Regions from separate parts of the Sus scrofa genome. Here region 1 is linked to region 2. A link is a contact called in public HiChIP or PLAC-seq data. All regions are on one chromosome and are shown on one strand. The core of a region is the stretch at or near the end of the contact, and the rest is flanking DNA. Distances in the headings are between cores, read along the strand shown. Region 1 holds the start of SCYL3 (protein-associating with the carboxyl-terminal domain of ezrin). Region 2 holds the start of CEBPD (CCAAT/enhancer-binding protein delta).

Region 1 (6,328 bases), core at 527-3,026, 1.3 Mb after region 2:
CTTGCTCAGTGGGTTAAGGACCTGGCATTGCCGTGAGCTGTGGCGTAGGTCACAGATGTGGCTCCGATCCTGCATTGCTGTGGCTCTGGTGTAGGCTGGTGGCTACAGCTCTGATTAGACCCCTAACCTGGGAACCTCCACATGCCTCGGGAGCTGCCCTAGAAAAGGAAAAAAAAAAAAAAAAAAAAAAAAGGAATGAGAGGAATTGTAAAAGAAAAGGACAAAAGAAAACAAAACAACCCACAGAACTTCCAGGACATTTCCAACCCCCAAAGCCCTACTGGACAAGGACTGCTATAGGTACTTGAATAAGGCCAATGAGGGAAAACCACATTTTTCTGAACCCCACTTTGGTGCCTCTCCCCACCTTTAAGAGATAAAAACCCCTATAGGACAATAGAGAAAGGGGGCTCTTCTCTCCCCTCCCAGCAACCCTGGGAGCGATCAGCTTTCCTTTAATAAAGACATTGATTGCTGCCTGTGTGTTCCTGGAGGTCATCCTTCCACCACCTTGAACGAGAACCCGGATTCCAGTATCATCTTTCTGGCACCAGTATCAGCTTATTAGTTATGATGAATACTAGAGATGAGGTCTCAGAGAATGATCTCCACTCCTGAATAAACATGGTCTAAAAATTTGAGTCCTCAGCCTTTAGAGATGCCATCTAAGGTTTCATCTCTATTGGTCCTGGAAGATTTCTGGTTGCCAGATGCTGAGAATAACTATGATAACAGAATCCTACCATAACAGAATCCTACCTCTGCAGCCCTCTACTTCTGCTTCTCAACTTTCTAGAATGGCACCCCCCATACTATAGTTGCTATCTATAAGTGACTTTTGAGCACTGAAATATGGCTAGTTTAAATTGTAAAAAATACACATCAGATTTTAAAGACAGTACAAAAAATGTAAAATATCCCATTAATAATTTTTTATTATATTTTAACACCTATCTTCTGGATAGGTGTTAAAAAAAGGCAAAAAAAAAAAAAAAAAAGGAATGAGAGGAATGGTGAAAGAAAAAGACTAAACAAAACACCTATCTTCTGGATAGGTGTTAAAATATAATATTAACTTCACCTCAGAGTTTTTACTGTTTTTAATGTGGTTACTGGAAAATTTAAAATGACGTATGTGACTCAAATTGTATTTCCATAGGACAGTGCTGACGTAGGACAGAGCTCGATCTTCAATAACTTAACAGGACAGATAAAATACTATTTGTGTCTACTTTCTAATAAATACTCATTTCTGAATAAGGGACAAAGTTTGGTCTGATATTTGCTTTTATTTAATCGGGTAAAGAAATTGTGGGGTCCTTGTCCATATTGCTATAGACCAAAAAGAATTAAAAATTTTTAGGTGATCAAATGACTTAGCTGTCAACTGTTAGGTAGTAGAAACGTTAAAAACCAGCGATGATAATAACTACTACTAAGTCACATGCAAGATAACAGAAAAAAACTTGGTTGGAATCATGTAGTTTTAAAACTATCACGTATATTCTTTATTCCACAACACGCTATTAAGTAGCAACGATTAATATTAATAATAAGTACTATTAAGAGTCCTAACTTGACTCCTTGCAGAATTAACTGTAACTTCGCATCTTCTGCCTGAAAGGCTTCAGCGGCAATCACATCAACCTCCGCCAGCTTCAGCCGCGGACCCGCGCTACTCGGCCCACACAGCACAGCCAATCAGGGCTTTGGGGTGAGCTACGTCACTCTTCCGAAAGTCCTCTCCAATTTCCACAGTGCTCCTATTCTCCGCCCGCCTCTTTCCTATTTGTCCAAGGCGGCGGCGGACGGCCATTTTAGATTTGGGCGGAAATGCAGTTCAAACTGTGCGGTTAAAAGCCTGAAAATTAAAATCAAGCCATATTTGCACGTTAAACTTAAGGCCCAAGAAAGCAGTCACCTTCACGGACTAACTAGGCCGCGGGCACAGAGAGTGAACGGCGGAGTCGGCACCGGCGCCCACACTCAAGATGGCACCAGCTTGAGAATCACCCTCGCGGCCGCTCTATCTCGGTTCCGGGTTCCTTCGCTTCAGTGGTGGTGTTGGAGGGCTGAAGGCTGGCATTCTATCCGGCTTCCGGACAGTCTCTATGGTGCCGGAGGGACCAGACCTCAGAAGATTGTGGGTGTAGTGGCCAGAGCGTCACGGGGGAGGTGAGGGTGGTTGGTGTCAACAGGGGGCGAAGAGGGGACCGGAGCCAAGACCCTCGCCCGCCTCCCCCGCCGCCCTCCCGCAGGTAACAGGGAGCCCCACGCGGCGTCCTCCGTCAGTGCGGGCCTGGGCCGCGGGGGAGGGGGCCGGGCCGGGTGCGAGGCGGTGGGCGCGCGCGCCCCGATCTCGGGTCCGCGCTTGGGGCCCGCTCGGGGGCGAGCTCGGCGCGGCGCCGCTGCCGGTTGAGCTCTGCACTCCGGCTCCGCGCAGCCTCTCCTTGCTGAATGTGGGGCGCCCTGCTAACCTGGGCTTCCCGGGCGACCCCCGCCCGGTGCGGCGCTGGCGGCCGGAGCTTTCGAAGGAAGCGAAGGAGTTTCGCCTCGCGGGCAGGTGTGGAAGGTGAGGGGCCAGCGTCACAGGACTGCCGCCCCTGCCCCTCAGTGGTCCCGAGGAGTCGCGGTTGGACCCCCGCTCCCCTGCCCCAGCCCCCTGGCCGCCCTCCTCGCAGCGGGCAGGGCGAGTGTGCGCGGCGGGCCGGGACTGTGCCGGAGGCTGCGTGGCCAAGCCGCGGGAGCCTAGGGTTCCCCGCGCTGGATGCTGCCTTCATTTTCGATCCAAGACCAGTGCCAGGCCCCCAGAGGCCAGTTGGCTCCTGTCTTTGGGTAGTGCTTTTTGTTAAGAATAAAGATGAAACATTTCCCGGAAAATCATTTATAGGAAACCATGTGAGTCCTGAATTTTGGAATCCCTGTTACTATTTTTAAGTATTTTTTTATGCATACCCACATAACATCCCATGTCTTAGCTGAAATCATACGTAGTTCTTTTGGTCCATAAAGGCTTCATTATGTATTGCTGGACTGAGTTTAAGGAATGTATATGTGAAAGAGATCAAAGCAAAGGGTCTGAAGTACTGTTATCACCAGATGGCAGAATACGAATCAATACACGGTGCCCTTTGAACTCCCAATGCAAGCCCTTATGGTTGGAACTTCCAAGCCCAGGGAGCTAGGATCAAGATCATCTCGATTAATTGCTGTGAAATGAACAGAGGGAGAGAGCGTTCCCCGGAGCACACTGATTTCTTAGTTTAGTGTATGAGTTGCCCCATGACCTAGACAAGGGCTTTTAGTCCCACAGGTGGCCCAGAAACTTGATATGCTGGCCAAGGAAGCAAAAGGATGGAGGAAGATAGGTGAACAACATTTTAAAGAGAAGATCATGATGCATGTTCATGTCAGAAACTGGCTACCCAGCGTTTATTAGAGGGTGGAGATGGTAAATTCTGCAAAATACCCATGCTAATATCACAATATTAGAATATCCTTTTCTGCATTTTTGTGATTTCTTAATTTCAAAGTTAAAAGGTTTTATGTTTCCCCCTTAACTCCTCAAAACAAAAAAGAGCACTTTGGAAGTCCAGATATTTTTCTTTATCAGTATTACATTTCAGTAAGCCAGTTTTAGCTGAATTAAATAATTTTTAAAACACTTTGTATCAACAGTTTTGATGCCTCTTAGGAGACAGTTTTGTGAAGTTAAGAATTAAGAATTACTGCTTTTAAGACATCTTCAAATTACAGTCAACAGTACATCTTATTTCCCCTTAATGAAGTTTGCACTGGACATGGGCTCTAACCCAGCTACTCTGTAAGCATTGCACGGATAGTATCATGGACTTCTGTCAGCATTAATCATGCTTTCAAAGCAATGAAATGTTATCCTTTTGAGTTCTTACAAGAAAGGGATTCATTCCTTTTTAATTTTTAGGTGGTATTTTCTTAGGGTCTTAGACTCAAATATGCACTGCTAAGAAAAACTACCAGTTTTAACTTCTTCCTATAGCTTTTTTAACCCTCAATTGTTAATGATATTATAGTGGGATTCATAATGTTAGATGGAAGGTTAATAGTGTTCCCACGAGGAACTGTTTTGCTATTTAGAAATGACTAAGTAAATGGCCATTGCTGTACCTTTGCTGACTGCCATTCATTCAGCTAGAGCCCTGCCACTGAACTCTCATGACCGTTTTATCTCCTTTAGAGATTAATATTAAAACTAAGTAAATGGCATGAAGATTCTCTGCCAAGAAAATTTTCATTTTCCTGCAGCAGTTCCTTATGTGTGAATTTTGGAAAGCTCTATTTTGTGGCTAGGAGAGAGAAGGAAGTTAGACTAGCTTCATCCATATATACACTTTCCAAAGTGGCACTTCTCTTCTCCCTCCTCTAGTCTGACTGGTTTTTTCAGACAGGAGGAGTTAAAAAGAACTGCTTGTGAAATGGCAGTTGGTTTCTCAGAGCAGAGACCCATTCAGGCTAACTCAGGGGGTACCTCAGGCTACCCAGGATTGTGGGTGGCAGTGAGGAAGTGGATTTGAAGCTGGGCTTCCTGTAGCCTTGAAATGGGGTAGAACGTGTTCCTCTAAATCTAAGTCATTCTCCTAGTGTTTGCATTTCCTTCTCCTGCTGCCAGCTGGCTTCCTCTCTGCTTGCCAGTTTTCTGCTTTTACATGGCTTTGCCTTACCATAGCCCTGACTCTATCCTATGACATCCTTTTACCTTCAGCTATGCTAATAAGACAAAAATATCTCTTGTTCATTCAGATTCCTGGGGCAAACAGTGATTGGCTCTGCATTCAGGCTCTGGGTCCTAGAGATGGCTCATGTGAGAATTGTCTACAGGGTAGGCACCAGACCCATTAACTGTGTCCAAGAAGAGGAGTGCAAGACCCAAGTACTAAACATGACCCTCCCTACAGGAGCTAGGGTTGGGGGGCGGGGCGTTGCCAGAAGGCACCCCACCATCTCCAGAATAGAGGTATTAACAGTAGTTGCTTTTCTGTGATCCTATATAAATGCTAATTTTATTTGTAGTCCCAGGAGGAAGGTGGATGTTTCACAGTTGACCCTTGAACAACATGGGTTTGGACTACACAGGTCCACTTAGAGGCAGATTTTTTTTCAATAAATAGGCACTGTAGTACTTCACAGTTGACAGCTGGGTGAATCCCCTTAGTTGGTTGAATCCACTGATTTGGAATGGCAAATACAGAAGGCTGACTAATGTACTCAAATTTTTGATTGAGAGGGTGTTGGTGCCCCAACCCCTGAATTTTTTTTTTTTAAAGAGTCTACTGTAGTTGAGATAACTTGCCATTTTTCCTTTCTTCCTCTCTTTCTTTCTTTCTTTCTTTCTTTGTTATTCTTAAGAAAGATAAATTGCTAGGAAAGTAGGAACTCTGAATTTGTTACAAAGCCAACATAGTTTTTATCCTCAGAAACATTCTTGGGTTTTAAAAAACATCAAATTTTTTTTGTCTTTTCTAGGGCTGCACCTGAGGCATATGGAGGTTCCCAAGCTAGGGGTCCAATGGAAGCTGTAGCTGCCGGCCTACGCCAGAACCACAGCAACACAGGATCCGAGCTGCGTCTGTGACCTACACCACAGCTCACGGCAACGCCAGATCCTTAACCCACTGATTGAGGCCAGGGATCGAATCCGCAACCTCATTGTTCCTAGTCGGATTCGTTAACCACTGAGCCACGACGGGAATTCCAAAACATCAATTTTAGATAGCTTTAGTCTTTATACATGTTATATTCCTTATACAGTGATGTTTATGAGTCTGCAGGCATTTGAAATTCTCTGTTTTGTGTATGTGTTTTAAGCAGCATCACATCCTCTGATAACCTAGTAAGTGTTGTATGGAACTTCACTAAAGTGGGAAAAAGGCCAAGTAGAGGGTCTGTATATAATGATTATTGGGTTTATATTTACTCAAAGGATGCAGATTTTAAACTTAAATTTTTGTCTACATGGAATTTTTGGCTGTGTTACTTAGAACTAATAACTTGCTTGCCATAGTGCCAGAGTTAGTAAGAACTTTTATCTTTTTACTTTTAAAATTATGGTAAAGCCAGAGCTAGAAACTGACTGCCACAAAGTTTTCAGACATATGTTTGGCCTATACAAGTTCAAAAACATTGAAAAATGAGCCAAAATTGAAAAATATGGACATTTCTGGAGTTCACCTTGTGGCATGGTTGAAACGAATAAGGTTAGTAACATGAGGTTGTGGGTTGGATCCCTGGCCTCGCTCAGTGGGTTAAGGATCCAGCGTTGCTGAGAGCTGTGGTGTAGGGCGCAGGTGAG
Region 2 (6,234 bases), core at 3,690-6,189:
TGCAACCTATACCACAGCTCATGGCAACACCGGATCCTTAACCCACTGAGTGAGACCAGGGATCGAACCCACATTCTCATGGATCCTAGTCGGGTTCATTTACTGCTGAGCCATGAAGGGAACTCCAGATTTTCCTGTCTCTTCAGGGTTTGTTGTTGATGTTTTCTTTGGAATACCATTTGTTTAGTGACTTTTTTAGAACTATTCAATCACAGTATTCTTTGTTATGTGTGGCCATTTAAATGTTTCACCAGCTTAGTTATCAGTTTGTGTTTTAATAGTTACCTAAAATGCCATAGGCTGCTATACCCATTAGTTTTGCTCTAACATGCTTTTTGTAAATGATTAGTGCTACCCCTTGCTCTGCCTCTCAGGACCTGTGGCAGGTCCAAGCATACAAACTTTGTTGAGAATAGAGTCTATATTGCTCCCTCTGGCACTAGGACCCTGCAACAGGAGTTCACACTGCTGTTCTCATGACCAGCATCCACCCAGAGAGTGCAGGACAGCAAGAAAGACATTTGAAATGCCACAGAACTTTCTTATTGCAATGCAGCGGCTTCTTTTTTCATTAGGCTTTCCTCCAGTTGTTGGAGGTTTTAGACTCCAGAATTCCATGGAAGTTGATTCTCAGGGGTTTGCTTGCAGTTATTATGGAGGGATGGAGCTATACACCACCATTCTTAGCCAATTTGCTCCTGCTGTTTTTTAAAGGTACTCTTTTGTACTCATATCAAGAACTCACGTATTTCCACTATGGCTTAGTGGTTTAAAGTTCTGGCTTGTCTCTGTGGAGAAGCCAGCTTGATCCCTGGTGCAGCGCATGGGTTCAGGATCTGGCTTTCCTGCAGCTGTGGTGTAGGTCTGAGCTCCAGCTCTGATTTGATTCCTAGCCTGGGAAATTCCATATGGCCTGGGGGTGGCCAAAAAAACAAAAACAAACAAAAAAAAAACTTAATCTCCTCTAAACTTTGATTTTAATATCACTCTTATGCATCTGTAACCAGGAAAATATAAGCCAGTTATTTTGCTTAAGATATCCCTAAGTTTTTTCATTTTCACTGTTTGCCTCCTCTGAATCACTTTTTTTTTTTTTTTTTTGTCTTTTTAGGGCTGCACCCTCAGCATACGGAGGTTCCCAGGCTAGGGGTTGAATTGGAGCAGTAGTCGCTGGCTGACACCACAGCCACAGCAATGCCAGATCTGAGCCACGTCTGTGACCTATACCACAGCTCATGGAAACGCTGCCTGATCCTTAACCAAATGAGCGAGGACAGGGATCGAAACTGTGTCCTTGTGGATGCTAGTCAGATTCATTTCTGCTGAGCCATGATGGGAACTCCTGAATCAGTTTTAAACTCAGTCATTGATGTTTGTAATTTTTTACAACATTCTCTCTGTTCCATCCAGAGAGGTGATGACACAGACCTTATAAGACCACTCTTCACTATCATCCCCAGGATCTCACTCCCAGGCTCTAACACTCCTATGCAGGCAATGGCAAATGTCATAACTGATACCTTGGCCAATGGTGATTGTCATATGCATCCTAGTTTCAACAAGATAGAAAAAATGTGCATCCAATAACTGGGATGTATTTTTTCTTAGAAACCAGAGTGGAAATGATTAATTGGGCTAAAACAAGGCACAGAGAGTAACAGAGAGGTGTCATTTTAGTAGGGCTCTAGGAGATGGAAAGATCTTACTAGACGTAGCAGAGGAAGAACCATTGGCATTGCACCTGGGCCTATGCAGGACTGTAAGGTTTTCAGAGTTGAGTCAGGCATCAGTTGCATGCAGTGGGACATGGATGTAAAGAAGTGAGCAGTGGCTATTCACACTTGGAAACAAACCCCATTCTCTTGGCAAATAGCCCTTCAGAAGATTCTAAGGAACAAAGTAATGTGATGGCAAATTCCTCTTTAAGGTATCTTGGCAGCCACCTGAAGAACAGGCTGGGTGGGGAGAAGAGGTTGCAAGAGTGCAGATCTGCCAACCCTTCCTGGGTAAGTGGTTGTGACGGACATGCCACTAAGGTGGCAGGGGAGCTGGGGTGTGCCGGGCCGACAGGTATGGGCTGAGGGAGTCTGAATCCATTTGACAGGAATATAAGATGGGAAGGAAAATTGCTTCTCCCTGTGTTTTATTACTGGGAACATGAGCAAGTGTGTGCCAGGTGGGACACCTGACTCATAGAATCAAATACCTATTCTTAGCTCTGGCTACTTTGTAATCTGTGGGCTCTGTCTCTTAATGTGAGACAGAGTAATATGTTCACTCCAGAGGGTGAAGTAAATGCAGAATTCTTTCCCCATCACAGTAGAGCTCTAATAAAACACACAGCACTTAGCAGTGCCAGGGATGCATGACCCCAATTTCCACTGGCTTCATTCTTTTGGTCCCTAGAGTCCCTTTTACAAACAAATACATTGGGAATAAGGTTTATCCAATAAGTCTATATTTGTAACCACAAGACACATGAGAATATATCATACAGTTAAAATTATCCCTAAACCAGAAGGTGAACAAAAGTTATCTGATAGTTGAGAATCATCATCATCTGAAGAGGGCGCTAAAGTCACAGTTTCCCTCTTTTTGACACTGGCACTGCTCAAAAATATTTTCACTTTTCCAAACTTTAATTTGGAGAACTGTTCTTGTCCCATATCTTGCACCATATGAAACATCCAAAAGTGATCCCTCGTGAGGATTGAGGTATATTCTGTCTTATGATGGGGCAGCCCAATGTCCTATACAGTGCTATACAGCTAAAGCACATCCAGGCATGTACAGCCTCTAGAATTCTGAAAGGATGGAATATGTTTAGAAAGTCCAAGTGAAGTGGGCTGCATCTGAACAACTCAACTGAGCTCAACATAGCAATGCCCGCATAAACATGGGGGAATCCAAGGATCCATTTTTAAGGAATGCTTTCTAACCTGGCCGCTTCCTTTTGACAACTCTACTCAGAACACTACAGCTTGGAGTTCCCATCGTGGCCCAGGGGAAACGAATCTGACTAGGAACTATGAGGTTGTGGATTCCATCCCTGGCCTCGCTCAGTGGGTTAAGGATCTGGCGCTGCTGTGAGCTGTGGTGTAGGTCCCAGACGAGGCTCAGGTCTGGTTTTGCTGTGGCTGTGATGTTGGAGGGCAGCTGTAGCTTTGATTCGACCCCTAGTCTGGGAACCTCCATATGCCACAGGTGTGGCCCTAAAAAGCCAAAAATAAATAAATAAAAATAAAATAAAAATACTACAGCTTCAAGATCCCTAACAATGAGAAATGCAGTAAGTGGAGACATTCAAAAAATGACTGTGAACTACTATCAGAGAGCTATATTGTTATACTGCATTTTTAACAGTCTTTCACTTGTGTTCAATGTCATAACAAATCTATACTTTGCTGGCCTATGACCTCTCCTTTCTCTATTTCTGAAAGAGGGAAGAAAATTCTTAAATCTAGAAGTTATCATTGGGATTTCCCACTCTGGCACCATGGAAATGAATCCAACTAGTATCCATGAGGATGAGGTTCTATCCTTGGCCTCACTCAGTGGGTCTGGGATCTGGCGTTGGGGTGGGCTGTGCTGTAGGTCGCAGATGTGGCTTGGAGCCCATGTGGCTGTGGCGCAGGCCAGCAGCTGTAGTTCAGATTGAACCCCTAGCCTGGGAACTTCCATATGCCACAGGTGCAGACCTAAAAAAAGGTTTTAAAAATAAAAATTATCATTAATTACTGGTTAATACATTTAAAAAATATGAGGATAGCATCTTCCAAGCTCAATCCCAATCTGACATCTGGATGTACCAATCATCTCGCTGAATTTTTTTTTTTATGAGAATATGGTTCTTTGTGCATTCCCTCCCTGGAGAAGTCTTTGGTAACGTTTTTATGGCTTCTGAAATACATGTTTTTTTGGGGGGATGTGCATGAACCACACTCTATGTGTTCCTAGGTTTTACCCTTAATAGGTAATTATAAGTGTGAGATCTATATCATGTCCCTGGAGTAATTCTAGCGCATTATGTATGTCCCTCTAGAAAGCCTACTCAGTACCCTATGGTGTGTTTTCAGAAGTCACCACTGGAATTGACTGCAGACACTCCAGCGATAGTTCATGGAGCGCTGTAGAGCTTGTGGAACGTTGAGTGTTGGGACAAGAGGAAACGAGAAAGGTTGTGGATGAAGGCCAGGTCTGAACAGGGTCTGTGGTGCAAAAAATGGAATTGACCTGAAATGCCTGTCCAAATTGTAGGAAACGCAACAAAACCAGTTCAGTGTCTTTTTCCTGCATTTTACAACCCGGAAAGCGAACATGTTAATACCTTACCAACGTTTTCTTTCTCCTGAAAGGGACCCACCCCACTGCTCTGGATCCAAAGGCACTTCTTTTTTGGAATATTGAATAGAAAGAATCCGGCCTAAAAAACTGAAGTAAGAAACCACCGCAAGATGGCACTGCTCTAGTGGACCAGGAAGCAGCGCCAGGGGTGCCGGGCTCGTGGGGCAGGGAGTTGGTGGGGTTCGCCCGGGGCACTGAGTTATCTAGAAGCTCCGAGCTCGTGGGGCTTGCGGGGTGCAGGGTTCAAAATAGCTTCCCCTGGCCCCAGGCCCGCGGGGTTTGAGAGCGACCCCACCCACCACCCAGGAGCCAGCGGAACGCCGCGGGGCAGCGTCGCGATCCTCCCCCATTCCCCATCTCCTTGATCGGGAAGCACCAAGACCCAAATTCCCTGAAGCTGCGAGGCAGCGCCCCCGTGCAGAGTCCCCGCCGCCCTCCGCTCTGGTTCCGCCCCGGTGCCGCGGGAGCAGAGGCCCCGACCCACCAGCAGGAAGGAGGCGCGGCCGAGGGAGGGTCGTTCCCGGCAGCGCCGCGCGGGCCGGGCCGGCGGGCAGGAAGCGCGGGGGAGGCGCTCGGGCGGGGGTCCCGCGGTCCGCGGCCGGGGCGGAGCGTGCGCGTCAGCCGGGCTAGAAAAGGCTGCGCCCGGACCGCCAGGGGACCGCGCTCGCTGTCGGCTCGACGCCGCCATGAGCGCCGCGCTCTTCAGCCTAGACGGCCCAGCGCGCGGCGCGCCCTGGTCTGCGGAGCCCGCCGCCTTCTACGAGCCTGGCCGCGCAGGGAAGCCTGGTCGCGGAACTGAGCCGGCCGCTCCCGCCATGTACGACGACGAGAGCGCCATCGACTTCAGCGCCTACATAGACTCCATGGCCGCCGTGCCCACCCTGGAGCTGTGTCACGACGAGCTCTTCGCTGACCTCTTCAACAGCAACCATAAGGCTGGCGCCCTGGAGCTGCTGCCCGGGGCCCCCGCGCGCCCTGCGGGCCCCGGCCCCGCACCGCGACCGCTCAAGCGCGAGCCGGACTGGGGCGACGGCGACGCGCCCGGCTCGCTGCTGCCCGCGCAGGTGGCCGCGTGCGCACAGACGGTGGTGAGCCTGGCGGCCGCCGCGCAACCCACGCCTCCCGCGTCGCCCGAGCCGCCGCGCCGCAGCCCCGCGCCCCCAGCGCCAGGGCCCGCACGCGACAAAGCAGCGGGCAAGCGGGGCCCGGACCGCGGCAGCCCAGAGTATCGGCAGCGGCGCGAACGCAACAACATCGCGGTGCGCAAGAGCCGTGACAAGGCCAAACGGCGCAACCAAGAGATGCAGCAGAAGCTGGTGGAGCTTTCAGCCGAAAACGAGAAGTTGCAACAGCGCGTGGAGCAGCTCACACGGGACCTAGCCGGCCTGCGGCGATTCTTCAAGCAGCTACCCGGCGCACCCTTCCTGCCCGGCGCGGGGGCGGCGGACGCGCGGTGACGCGGGGGGCGCGCGGACTGCGGCCGCAGTGCCTGGAGCTGCCTGGCCGGTCTGGGACTTGGACAGCTGTCGCGTGGACCCTAAGTTACTATGACGGCAGCTTCTCTACATCCTACCCCTAGGATGCAGCTAAGGTACATTCGTAAGAGACTTTTCGAGACTAGCCTTTGTACTGTAGATACGAAAAAAAGACTGAGCATGCTCACTTTTTTATATTGATTTTTACAGTATTTGTAAAAATAAAGATGCGTTAGACCCACCTTGATTCCTGCGCTCAAGGCCCTTCGGACCCGCCGGGGAGGGCGCGTCTGGCCGGCTTGCGCCCTGGGGCCGGGTTCCTGGAAGACCATGGCTTTGCTTCTCAAACAGGCCGAACTACACCTGAGGACTTGCGGGTTAATTTGAGGAGACCCTCTCAGGTGGAAGGCGCCCC

Evidence for each region. HiChIP or PLAC-seq counts read pairs in DNA pulled down with a chosen protein or histone mark.
Region 1: a contact with region 2 is called in an H3K27ac HiChIP or PLAC-seq map of alveolar macrophages. The contact joins the promoter of SCYL3 here to the promoter of CEBPD in region 2. A contact is called at or near these places in 2 of 5 promoter capture datasets (fetal skeletal muscle and liver), 1 of 47 Hi-C or Micro-C datasets (heart right ventricle) and 2 of 2 datasets of contacts at active chromatin or transcription factors (alveolar macrophages and skeletal muscle).

The regions. Positions count from the first base shown.
Region 1 is chr4:81,132,259-81,138,586 of Sscrofa11.1, forward strand. It overlaps SCYL3 (protein-associating with the carboxyl-terminal domain of ezrin), which reads left to right and starts at 1,777. Exons shown (of 14, transcript XM_001927973.6): 1 at 1,777-2,258.
Region 2 is chr4:79,867,924-79,874,157 of Sscrofa11.1, forward strand. It overlaps CEBPD (CCAAT/enhancer-binding protein delta), which reads left to right and starts at 4,940. Exons shown (of 1, transcript XM_005663091.2): 1 at 4,940-6,234. The coding sequence starts at 5,031. The coding sequence ends at 5,801.